2 separate regions of the Triticum aestivum genome follow, and region 2 is linked to region 1. Evidence: chromatin contacts called from public Hi-C data. All regions are on one chromosome and are shown on one strand. Each heading gives the region's core, a stretch centred on a gene start, on an enhancer-like site or on the middle of the called end of the contact. The rest is flanking DNA. Distances are from core to core; before and after follow the strand shown.

What was found. A called contact is a pair of places that touch in the nucleus more often than the background predicts.
Region 2: a contact with region 1 is called in a Hi-C map of leaf, with 2.9 times the contacts expected there. The contact joins the promoter of LOC123103883 here to the promoter of LOC123103880 in region 1. A contact is called at or near these places in 3 of 5 Hi-C or Micro-C datasets (all in leaf).

The regions. Positions count from the first base shown.
Region 1 is chr5A:441,882,691-441,888,373 of IWGSC CS RefSeq v2.1, reverse strand. LOC123103880 (probable CCR4-associated factor 1 homolog 7) reads left to right here and starts at 3,537. Exons shown (of 1, transcript XM_044525573.1): 1 at 3,537-4,667. The coding sequence starts at 3,723. The coding sequence ends at 4,562.
Region 2 is chr5A:442,452,670-442,458,352 of IWGSC CS RefSeq v2.1, reverse strand. LOC123103883 (endoribonuclease Dicer homolog 4) reads left to right here and starts at 2,349. Exons shown (of 6, transcript XM_044525579.1): 1 at 2,349-2,493; 2 at 5,212-5,310; 3 at 5,477-5,657. The coding sequence starts at 5,236. It also overlaps the pseudogene LOC123103885.

The sequences.
Region 1 (5,683 bases), core at 2,288-4,787:
TTCGGCCACATACATTTCTTAAAAATAAAAAAAGTTCGAACACTTTTATAGTACAATTCGGCGTCTCGAATATAACATTATATGCATCGGCTCCGAATCATGTCTTTGGTCAATAGTTAGGTTGACCGGCTCCTGTGGTTACTACCTTACGTTCCGCTCGTTCGTCTATGGTAGTAAAGGGAGAACTACTGCAATTGTGTTTCCGGTTCATCTGAATAAACACCTTAGTAGAGAAAGCCGAAAACTGACTTTCATGATGTGGTGAGAGCTGGTCAGCTATTCGGTGACTAAGTATAAATCTCTCACAATTTTTTCCGCATTATGCGAGGGACTGGTCTCCACCCAGGCAGGCATCTATAGCACCCAAGTTCGGATAATCTAATAATACCAGGAGCTGCGCCTACAATCTCATTGTCAAACTCCTATGGCTAAGTGAGCGATAAAGCCACATAGTCTGATTGCCTGGTTCGCCGCACTAACACCTTCTTCAAGGACCAAGCAGTTGGGCCAAGTGTGTCCAGGTGCTATTCTGAACACCCCCGTGCTACCCACGTGGGGGCTGAAGCCGACGGCTGGCCAACTATCAGATACCGTAAACGGCCGCACAGGAGGAAAATAATTAGAGGTAAAACAAGCAACATATTATACATAAGCCTTGTTTCATAATACAAAGTTCGGGCAACACAGATACATTCATTCGAAAATAATGTCCTTCGAACACTGGCCCTCTACAGTGCGGGAACCTTCCAAGACTTCATCAAAATATCGCTCCAGCGTGCGGTGCTCCTTGCTTGCGGGCGGTTCCCCAGTTGCCAGCTTGACGACGTTCATCTCCGCCCACTGTACCTTGACACGGGCGAAGGCCATCCGGGCACCTTTGATACAGACCGACCGCTTTATGGCATCCAACCGGGGGCAGGCACTGACTAGCCGCTTCACGAGCCCGAAGTAGCTGCCAAGTATGGGCTCCGCGGGCCAGAGACAGATTATAATATCCCTCATAGCTAATCCGGCCACCCTATGCAGTTCGGTCAACTGTTTCAGCTGATCGCTGAGGGGCACCAGATGCTCTGGCGCAAGGTACTGCGACTAGAACAGCTTCTCCGTCGAGCTCCCCTCTTCGGCTCGGAAGAACTCCGCGGCATCAGCAATACTCCAGGGCAGATCCGCAAACGCTCGTGGAGAACTCCAAACCCGGGTCAGTAAGAGGTACCTTCTCCTCACAAATTTGCTCTGCATATTAAAGGCCTTATCCGCCGCGATCTTCTTGGCCTCTTGAATCTCCCGGCAGGCGCCTTGGGCTTCAACCCAGGGCTCCTACGCACTTTGGAGGGCCTTAGCAAGTTTGACATCTTGATCCGTACTCTTGCGCTCCAAGGACTCACATTCACTTATGGCATCCCGGAGCTCTTGTTGAACTTCCTCTACCCTTGATTCATGCTTTTGGCGGGTGGCTCATTCCTCATCCACCTCCTTCTTGGCTTCGGCTAGCCCATTCTTGAGGGTCTTGACCTCAGACGTGTCAACTGTAAGAATAATTACAAAACTCAGCAAGATAATATCATTTCAGATGTGAATAGGTATCACATACCTTGCTTCTCCTCCAATCGTTTGTTGGTGCGGATGAGCTCTTCATCGGCCTGCTCCAGCCTCCGCTTTAGTTTGGATACTTCGGCGGCATACATCATCCCGCAACTAACTCATTTGTCACATTGCTTGCAAGGCTTCTTATGACGTGTATTACCGAGAGGGCCCATAGATACCTCACCAATACTCGGAGTGACAAATCCTAATCTTGATCTATGCCAACCCAACAAACACCTTTGGAGATACCTGTAGAGCATCTTTATAATCATCCAGTTATGTTGTGACGTTTGATAACACACAAGGTATTTCTCCGGTGTCCGGGAGTTGCATAATCTCATAGTCAAAGGAATATGTATATGACATGAAGAAAGCAATAGCAATAAAACTGAACGATCAATATGCTAAGTTAACGGATGGGTCATGTCCATGGTTAGAAAACCTTAATCATCTTTGATCAACGAGCTAGTCAAGTAGAGGCTCACTAGGGACATAGGCTCAAACCCAGTTGGCCAGAAAAAGATCCACTTTGCCCAAAGACAAGAAGCAACTAGAAAGGATGTTGAGAGGGCATTTGAAGTTCTACAGGGCCGTTTTGCAGTTGTTTGTGGACCTGCTAAACAACGGTATTTGAAAACCTTGTGAGTGGTGATGACATGTTGTGTGATCATGCACAACATGATCGTCGAGGATGAGGGTGATGATGTTCCCGCAGCTCTGGAATTTGAGAACATGGGTGATCCTATCCAACTTCTGAACCAGAATACAACCACATTTGAAGAGTCTATTCAAATGCATCAACAAATTTGGCATCAGCCAACTCACGAGCAGCTGAAGGAAGATCTGGTTGACCATCAACGGACGGTTAAAGGGGACAACAATGTTGGGATGTAATATTTAAACTTTTTAAAATTTGAACTAGTGTTGCATGCGACTATTTGTACGTGTGTACCCTTTGCATGCGGCTATTTGATCGTGTAGACTTGAAAAAAATGAGGAATGTCCAATGCATGCGGCTAGCATTGGATGTTGTCATCCCGCATCTGTGTCCGCGGACTCGTCTATCCCTGTCCGCGGACGGATGCGAGAGAAAATTTGCGGTTAGCCGTTTGAGATGACTTTACAAGGATGATAGACCAATATCACTATTTGGTGCAAAATGCTGTGATGTGTGAACCCGCACCTTTGACTTTGGTTTAATATCCTGGTTCAATACAATATATCTTACTCTTACTTTCATGATAGTTGATGATTGACATGGAAACTAAATTACCTAGAGCTATTTTTTTGTGTGTCTCGTGGCGTTGCATTTTTGCTAGCATGGCATATTTTTCTTCCATGAGAAACATGTTTCATTGCCATGGTTGTACTTCTCCGCAGCGGCGGTCCGTTTTTAGTGCCATAGGATCTTTTTTTTCACAAGAGTCGGGTTTCATTACCGTAGTGTATCTTTTCACCGCGACAGTCTATTTTTATTCTTTTCTAAGTCTAGCCTATTTTTACTCCCATGTCAATATCTTCGTTGCAAACCACGGATATTTTTCATGTGAAGAAAAAGAAGAAGACTAAAGAAAAGCGTAGAAAAATGAAGACTTGCATTGACCAAACCCAAGTCAAAGAAAACCCTCCTGACTGGAAGAGCCGAAGAGGCAAAACAAAACCAAATTGTTCATCCACGCTTGCCCTTGTTTTCCTTGCTGGTTCTTCCAATCCAGTCCTGACCTGACGTGCCGTCCTCACCTCCACACAAAATTTGGGCCCGCGAGCCCCACCGGGCAGCCACCCAGGAAGGCGCCCCTGTCGGCCGGCAATCATGCCACGGGACCCACTATTTGCGGGCCCCGCCACGTGGCACCAATCCGACCCGGGCGGCGCACGTCACCCACTTTCCCCATTCGCGTCGCGTTCCCCCCTCCCCTCTTCTTCCCCCGAATCCCCAATCCCACGCTCCTCCCCCCTCCCCTCCCCTGGATCTCCTCCTCCCGCCCCGCCCCCACCTCCCCGCCCACGGGAGCCCCGCCGCCCCTCGCCGCTCGCCCGTGGGCCCCGCCGCCTCCCGCTCCGCCGCGCCACCCAGCTCCGAGGCTTCCAGGAAGGAGAGGGGAGGAGAAGTTCGAATCTTTGATGCCCGGCACCCGATGGCGACGCCGACCGTAGAGAAGCCCGACGGGGTGGAGATCCGCGAGGTGTGGGCGGAGAACCTCGAGGCCGAGTTCGCCGTGATCCGGGAGATCGTCGACGACTACCCCTACGTCGCCATGGACACCGAGTTCCCCGGCGTCGTCTGCCGCCCGCTCGGCACCTTCAAGTCCAACGCCGACTTCAACTACGCCACGCTCAAGGCCAACGTCGACATGCTCAAGCTCATCCAGCTCGGCCTCACCTTCTCCGACGAGCGCGGCGGCCTCCCCGCCCTCGGCCCGGACGGCCGCCCCTGCGTCTGGCAGTTCAACTTCCGGGGCTTCGACCCGCGCACCGACGTCGCCGCCGCGGACTCCATCGACCTGCTGCGCCGCAGCGGGATCGACTTCGCCCGCCACGCCGCCGAGGGGGCCGACTCGCGCCGCTTCGCCGAGCTGCTCATGTCCTCCGGCGTCGTCCTCAACGCCGAGATCCACTGGGTCACCTTCCACAGCGGCTACGACTTCGGCTACTTGCTCAAGCTGCTCACGGGCTCCAACCTGCCGGACACCAGCTCCGGATTCTTCGACCTCATCAGGATTTACTTCCCCGTGATCTACGACATCAAACACCTGATGAGATTCTGCAATAGCCTCCACGGCGGGCTGAACAAGCTCGCTGAGCTGCTCGACGTCGAGCGGGTCGGGATCTGCCATCAGGCGGGCTCCGATTCTCTGCTCACCGCGCTCTCCTTCAACAAGCTCAAGGAGTCATACTTCGGCGGATTAACTGAGAAATATGCTGGTGTGTTGTATGGTCTAGGCACAGAGGGCGGGGAAACCACCTCTGTTCACTGAGTAATGGATAGTTAAATAAATGATGAACTATTTATGAGAGAAAGGAGAAACCTGTCTGGTGAATGTGTGATGCCTGATTATATCCTCTTGCTTGACACCGAAAAAGGTACCACTTTTCCCTCAATTGTGATACTCCTCAGTGAGTTTGTTTAGGTTAGATGACTGCGTTTTTGTTGTTTGATTTTGCGTGCTGAAGTTGATGGAATGATGAAACACCCTCTAGATACTGGTTAAAGTCCACCTATGCTGATTCTTCACACGTCCTCTAGAGTTACACACTTGATAGCAAAAAGAACACTTCTTTTGTCATGTACTCCCTCCATCCCACACTATAAGATCGTTTTTCAAGCAAACATAGCTTGAAAAACAATCTTATATTGTGGGACGGAGGGAGTATATAGTGTTGATTGCTTACTGTTCTGTGTTCCGTTTGAGGAATCACCTACCCCTCTTCATGGGCTAACCATGGCAGTCAAGGACTCCAATTCTATCACTAGTTGGTTCAAGTTATCGTAGTATTACATAGGTCCATGCTTCCGTACCAATTGGGTTCTTTTTGGTATCGAAATTACCAAGGACTGTATTTTGTGAAGAGGGGAGATGACCAAAGTTTTTTCCCCCAGTCATGAGCTCAGACTCTGTGTCATAGACCAGGATAAGCTCAGCTGTTGTTCATATACATTGTCAGGATTCTGTTTAGCTTCATAATTAGCATTTAGCAAGGACTGTCTATTATGTAAAGAAGAGCAATCATACCGAAATAAGTCAAGAAACTTTCCCTAGAATTGATCCCAAGTCTCAACATCATGTACTTATGTACCAGGACCAGGTCAGTAGTCTGTCTGAGGATCAGAGGATGATTTCAGATCCTACCCTCTCTGGTAGTCTGGTCACACCCATCAATCCATCCTCTTCTTTGTTATCCTCTCTCGTTCAGTCATACACTTGGTAGTTTTGAGAGCGACCTCTCTAATTATGGTTATATAAATGAACTGTTGCTTTTTATTTTGACTTTTCTGAAGGCAAGGGCATCTTTTGTAAAAGCTTTTTTTGAAAGCGACCTCTTTCATTATGGTTACTGAAGTTCCGTGTGTTGGCTGTTCATTTTTGAATTGATTTAT
Region 2 (5,683 bases), core at 1,100-3,599, 570 kb before region 1:
GTAAATAGCAGCAGTTGGTTGAGACTAGTAGAGTTCCTCAACACAAATCTTAGTAGCCTCATCTCATTGTCACCCCCCTTGAAATTCGTCATCTTGAGCAACTTAAGGTTCTCAAGGCAACCCTCTACTGGCTCTTCCTCTGATTGCCCTCCATCAGATAGCTCTTCATCTGACCAGTCTTCCTCTGACTGATTTTCCTCCGACGCCTCTCCCTCTGGCAGCTCGTCTCGAAGCTCATCTTCCTCTTCTGATAGCTCTCCCTCTGGCAGCTCGTCTTGAAGCTCATCTTCCTCTTCTGATAGCTCTCCCTCTGGCAGCTCGTCTTGAAGCTCATCTTCCTCTTCTGATAGCTCTCCCTCTGGCAGCTTGTCTTGAAGCTCATCTTCCTCTTCTGCCAGCTCTCCCTCTAGTAGCTCCTCCTGAAGCTCATCTTCCTCTTCTGGTAGCTCTTCCTCTGGCCCATTTTCCTCAGGTGCCTCTTCTCCCCGCAGCTCCTCCACTGGCCCATTTTCCTCTAGTAGCTCTTCCTCTGATTCTGATGGTTCTGAGCCCAGTCTATAATAGTGACTATTTGTTGGAAGCTGCAACAGAGCATAGTAAGCATTAGGAAGAAGTAAAGCACAGCAAGAGAAAGTATACAATACAATGTGCGAATAATCGCGAGTGGACATGCGGCCACGCGCGTCTGGTATCCACACCGCATGTCCTCGCGTGATTCGTGCAGTTTGAATACGCGTGAGCCGTATAAGGATTTTAACCACTCGTATAACCACTCGGTGTTGCCGTGTATTTTGCACAGTAAATGGCATGCAAGGCAGGGGAGGGGCATTGAACCGAGCCCTCACGCATTAAACCAGCGAGCTGCCAACCCTCACGCATTAAACCAGCGAGCTGCCAACCCTCACGCATCCTTGACTTTCAGCATCTAGTCGTTGTAGCTCCAGAATTTGTATGGCCACGCAAAAATTTCACACTACCACTTTGTCACTTTACTTGTTTATGAAGATTACTAAACCTGAAATTGTACTATTGTGCGGAATGTTTTTTCCATGTACCATGCGGTATAATTTGTTTATTATAATAAGTGTTTTGGTATTTGTAGTATGAAGATTACCAAACAAAAAATCAGTTATTCCCAACTGAACTTATCATCTTAAAGTTACTAAAAACATTTTATACTATTTGTGGAGCTTCTTTTAGAAACAAAATGGAGATGTAGACTCTCTCTCTCTCTCTCTCTCTCTGTCTCTCGTTCCATGCATGAAAGGGGAAGTCTCCATTCTACCAATGGCTCAGTGTCTCACAGCAGTTCACCAGCTCCTCTAGCACCTCTAGCACACAGATATGGAAGATCTGAATGCAGCTGTATTGTGTTTCTTTAGCAAAATTCCTAATCTCGAGCTGCCATGTGTGAGAGTAAACCATTGAGAATGGGAGTAGTACTGACGATTTGGAGATGTTGTTCTGTCCGAGGATCCTAGCTAGGCTAGAGAAGTAATAAAAAAATATACTAATCCATTTTAAGTTGTAGTGCACTAATTAAGTTGCTCGTACTAAACATAATATGTCGCATGAAATATACCAGCTACCTCCCGTTTATCTTAATTGTTGCCAAATGTAATAGTTCGCACATAATGTATGATGGTTAGCTGCTTCTGTTACTGTTTTGTTTCCTTAAACGTCTCATAATGAATCAGCCACACGCTCACGAACACATCAGTACAGTTTACATGTGACGACCACGGGAAAGAGAGACGCATGAGACTGAGAGTGGTAGGTGGAAATGTGACAGAGTTGCCTGCGACACATTTGTTAGCACTAAAGTGTCCTGGCCCACTATAATGTATTCATTTTGGTATCTGTTGTATATCCATGATGTATATATCTCGTATTTATTAAATGCTATATTAATCACAGATCTTAAAGGCAAAACTAATGGTCCAGATATGATCCTCGCGTGGAACCATGTCCTAAAAATCCATGTCGTACAATGTGTATTAAATAAATGCATCCCTAATGGCCATAGTGCAATCTGTTTAGCAACCAAGGTCATCTTGCACTCTAGTATCTTCACCTGCACAAACAGCCTCTCTAAAAGAGGGGGGCAGCAGGCCACCATGAAAACGTAAATGTCATCCAGGCTGCTGTTGTACATTGCAAACATCAGCAGCTGCAGCTCTCTCAAATTCCTCAATTTGCACGACGCGGCACCACTTTTGGTTAGTGATCTCTCACGAGCCTTGGCAGACACTCTCTGCAAAGAAGTCTATGACCAATGAGTAGCTGAGTAATGCAATTAAATCGATGGAATGGAATGGAATGCAGTAAGCAACGAACCCGCAGGGCACTGCTGCAGAGGGTAAGCACGGTGAGGCTTGAGAGGTTGGTGAGTGCCTGAAGCCAATTTCTTGGCACCCCTGCAGGCCAAGCAAAATCGAAACAGAGTGGGGTGCCGAGAGGCCGGAGGCGACCGGCAGGTCCGCCGAAGCATAGGTAAAGGTCGGCGAGCGCGCAGGTGGCAGGGATTGTCAGGGCGCGGATGTAGGAGCCGCTGTAGCGGAAGGAGCGAAGGCTGGGCGCCTCCATGGTACAAATGTCTCTCACCCCTCCGCACTCCGCGACGGTGAGGCTCCTCAGGTGCGGCCCGGCGGCCTCGAGGTTGACGAAATCGAGGCCGTCGCAGTAGCGCAGGTCGAGGGTGCGGAGGAGGGGGCACGCGGCGACCAGGTTCTCGACGGTGTGGTCGGAGAGCGTGACGCCGTCGAGGTAGATGACCTCGAGGACGGAGAAGGTGTGGGAGCGGGCGCAGAAGGGCTTGGAGAGGCCGACGCGGATGCCGCCGACGGTGAGGCGCGTGAGGTGGGCGTCGCCCCGCGGGAGGCGGAGCTTGAAAATGAAGCCCAGGGCCCGGTGGGCGAAGTCCACGTGGAGGTCGGCGGCGTAGTCCAGGATCCGGTGGACGCCGTCGGGCTCGAGGTCCCCCTTGCCGATCTGGAACGTCAGGGAGAGCCGGTCGAGGCGCCGCCGGCCGCGCCGCTCCAGGGACTCGAGGATCGGCGCCGGGGGCGCGTGGGTCTTGAGTCGGAGGTCGAGCGATGAGGGCGCCGGCCAGCGGTGCGCCCAGAGCGCGCGCCACCCGGTGGAGAGCGCGCCCGTGCGAACGGCGGATTTGAACGGGAGGAGGCCGAGGATGTGCAGCCGCAGCGCCTCCGGCAGCGACGAAATACGGTCCTCCGCCGCCGCCCCCGCGCCTGGATGCGCTCGCTCCCCTCCCTCGCCCGTCCGCCGCCTCTTCGAGCCGCCACCGGAGTCCAACTCCGTCGCCATTCCCTCCCGTCGCCGATCAGCCACCACCCCAGTGCTTTTGCTTCCTGTGACGGGCCGCTCGGCATTAACACTTAACACTAGTCTCATGGGCTGTTATTGTTGGGCCAGGTTTACCCAGTTCCACTGGCCCAGAACTCGGAATCTTTCGGCTGCGGGCCTGTGGGGGACAGAGCGCTTTGCCTTTTCGTCAGCCTTTTGCCATTCCCTCAAAAAAAAAAGTTAGCCTTTCCATTATTCGATCTTTTTTCCTTTTGCCCTTGTCTTCTTCCTCGCCGCTCGTCCCCTTAAACCCTCCCATGGCGGCCCGCCCATGCTCCCGCGGCTGCCCCAAGCTCCGGCGCCTCCTCTCCTCCGCCGCCGCCGCGAACCTCCCCCTCCTGTGATCCTAGAGGCGCACGGCCAAGGGCTCCCTGGCGGATTTGGATGAATGCCACCGGCCGGCCGCCCCATCTCCTCTCCCCAGCGAGATCTAGGCTGCAGCCCCAAAGAGAACTAAATATTCTCCCTCTCCAACTCGCGCGAGCTTCGATCCGGTGCCCTGCGGCCGGCGTCCCCGAGACCGGCCCCGGCCCCAAACGCGGTTCCCAACCCGACGCCCCCCTCCCGCACGCTTGCGGCCTCCGGGAGCATCGCGCGGTCCTACATTTCGTTGCGGGTAAGCGCTCACTTGAGACTCCAGAACAATCATCCACTTTCTGCGTTGTGTTTGCACAACAGTTTCTGATCTTGTACATGCCACGGTTGATAGTTCAGTATCTGCTCCAGTGCAGCGTTAGTGTTAGCGAGTCAGATTGGAATAAGCCATCTTCTTTTTCTTAGGGGAAAAGTGTAGTGTAGTGCCCTTGATTGACTTGAAATAATGATCTGGAAGATTGACGGTCTTTAGACTAGGAGGGGTGTTCAAGATTGCAGACTAATAATTGCGTGACAGATTGTCATAGTTAGAATTTGTTCTAGAGGCTGCTTGAACCAAGTAACATTGGCGACTCGTAGTGTGATAACTTTTATGGTATGTATTTACAAGCACATAAGAATGGCGAGGTTGGTGCCCATTTCCCAGACTACCTTTTACATCTTTGTTCAACAAAAAGCTTGTAATGGTTTGTTCCATACAGATCATGAACGCCTAACTGTATTTCTGCAATTATCACTGTCTTAACACCTTACTCTTAACACCTTAAAACTTTGTCTTCTATTTTCGCTGTTTGATTTTGTGAAAGATCCTCATAGAACTTTCCCAACATAACATGCCATCTTCGCCAAAATTTCCGTAGGGTTGGCTTAGGTGCCACACAATGGATCCTGTCTTTTATACAGCGTCATGCTCACTTGTGGTATATGCTTTCTGGAGCCATATATCTGGACCAGTTGTTAGTTAATGTGCATTACCTAATTCTCCAAAGTTATATTTGTGGCCATGTATAGTCTTTGTATTTTCCCTGTTGTATAAGGGGCTTTCTGCATATTTCCCTCACATGTATGTGTATATATAGTGGACTATGGCCCCATGGGAATTCGAGTTGCATAGCCCTAGGTTTAGTTTCTCTCCTCCCACCGCACGCGCAGCTCGTGCTCAATTCCAATCGATCCCGGTCTCCGTCCTCTATTCCGGTATTCCCTGCCGCTCCCTCAGGTGGAGCCCTGATTCCTCTCGCTCATGTAGCTCTCGATCGAAGCTTCACAACGCGATATCCCTGATTGGATCGCAATCTTTCAGATTCGATCTAGTTTATCGTAATTAATGTCCATAATAGAGCAGATTTTTTGGGTAAAATTATCAGTTGATAAATGCTCTTCTTCTACTCAGTTTACGGTACAATGTTCAAGAAATCATTTTCATAGAAGTATATACCAAATTACCAGTACTTTTGTAACTTTTGTTAGGTGACTCCTTTCCGCTCAGTGTTTATGGTGCCGCCTGTGTACCAGGAGCCTAGTATCATGCCGATCAATACAAGAACGGAGAAGGAGTTGGAAGAAAAGGTAAAAGATGACAACATCTCTTGCATTCATTTCTTTTCCATCTTCCCTTTGAGCACATCGGTTGTATCTTGGGTTTCTCTCTTCTTTCATCAGCTAGAAGAATTTTTTATGTAATTCACAAAAAAATCAATTTTTGTTTGAATGGTCCTAATAGTTTTACTTGTAGGAGGTGTTATGCACGCACAAAAAGCCCAAAGCTACAGGGTGTGTTGCCCAACCGCAGCAGGAAACTGAACTCGCCATTGAGAGTGAGAATAAAGGGCATGGTGATCCTTCACCAAAAGAGTCTGCTTGTGTTGTGCTGAGCAATGGTGAAGCAAATGGTTGCAGTGAGGGGCATGTTCTTGGTATTTGAAATTCTTATCTTTTTTAA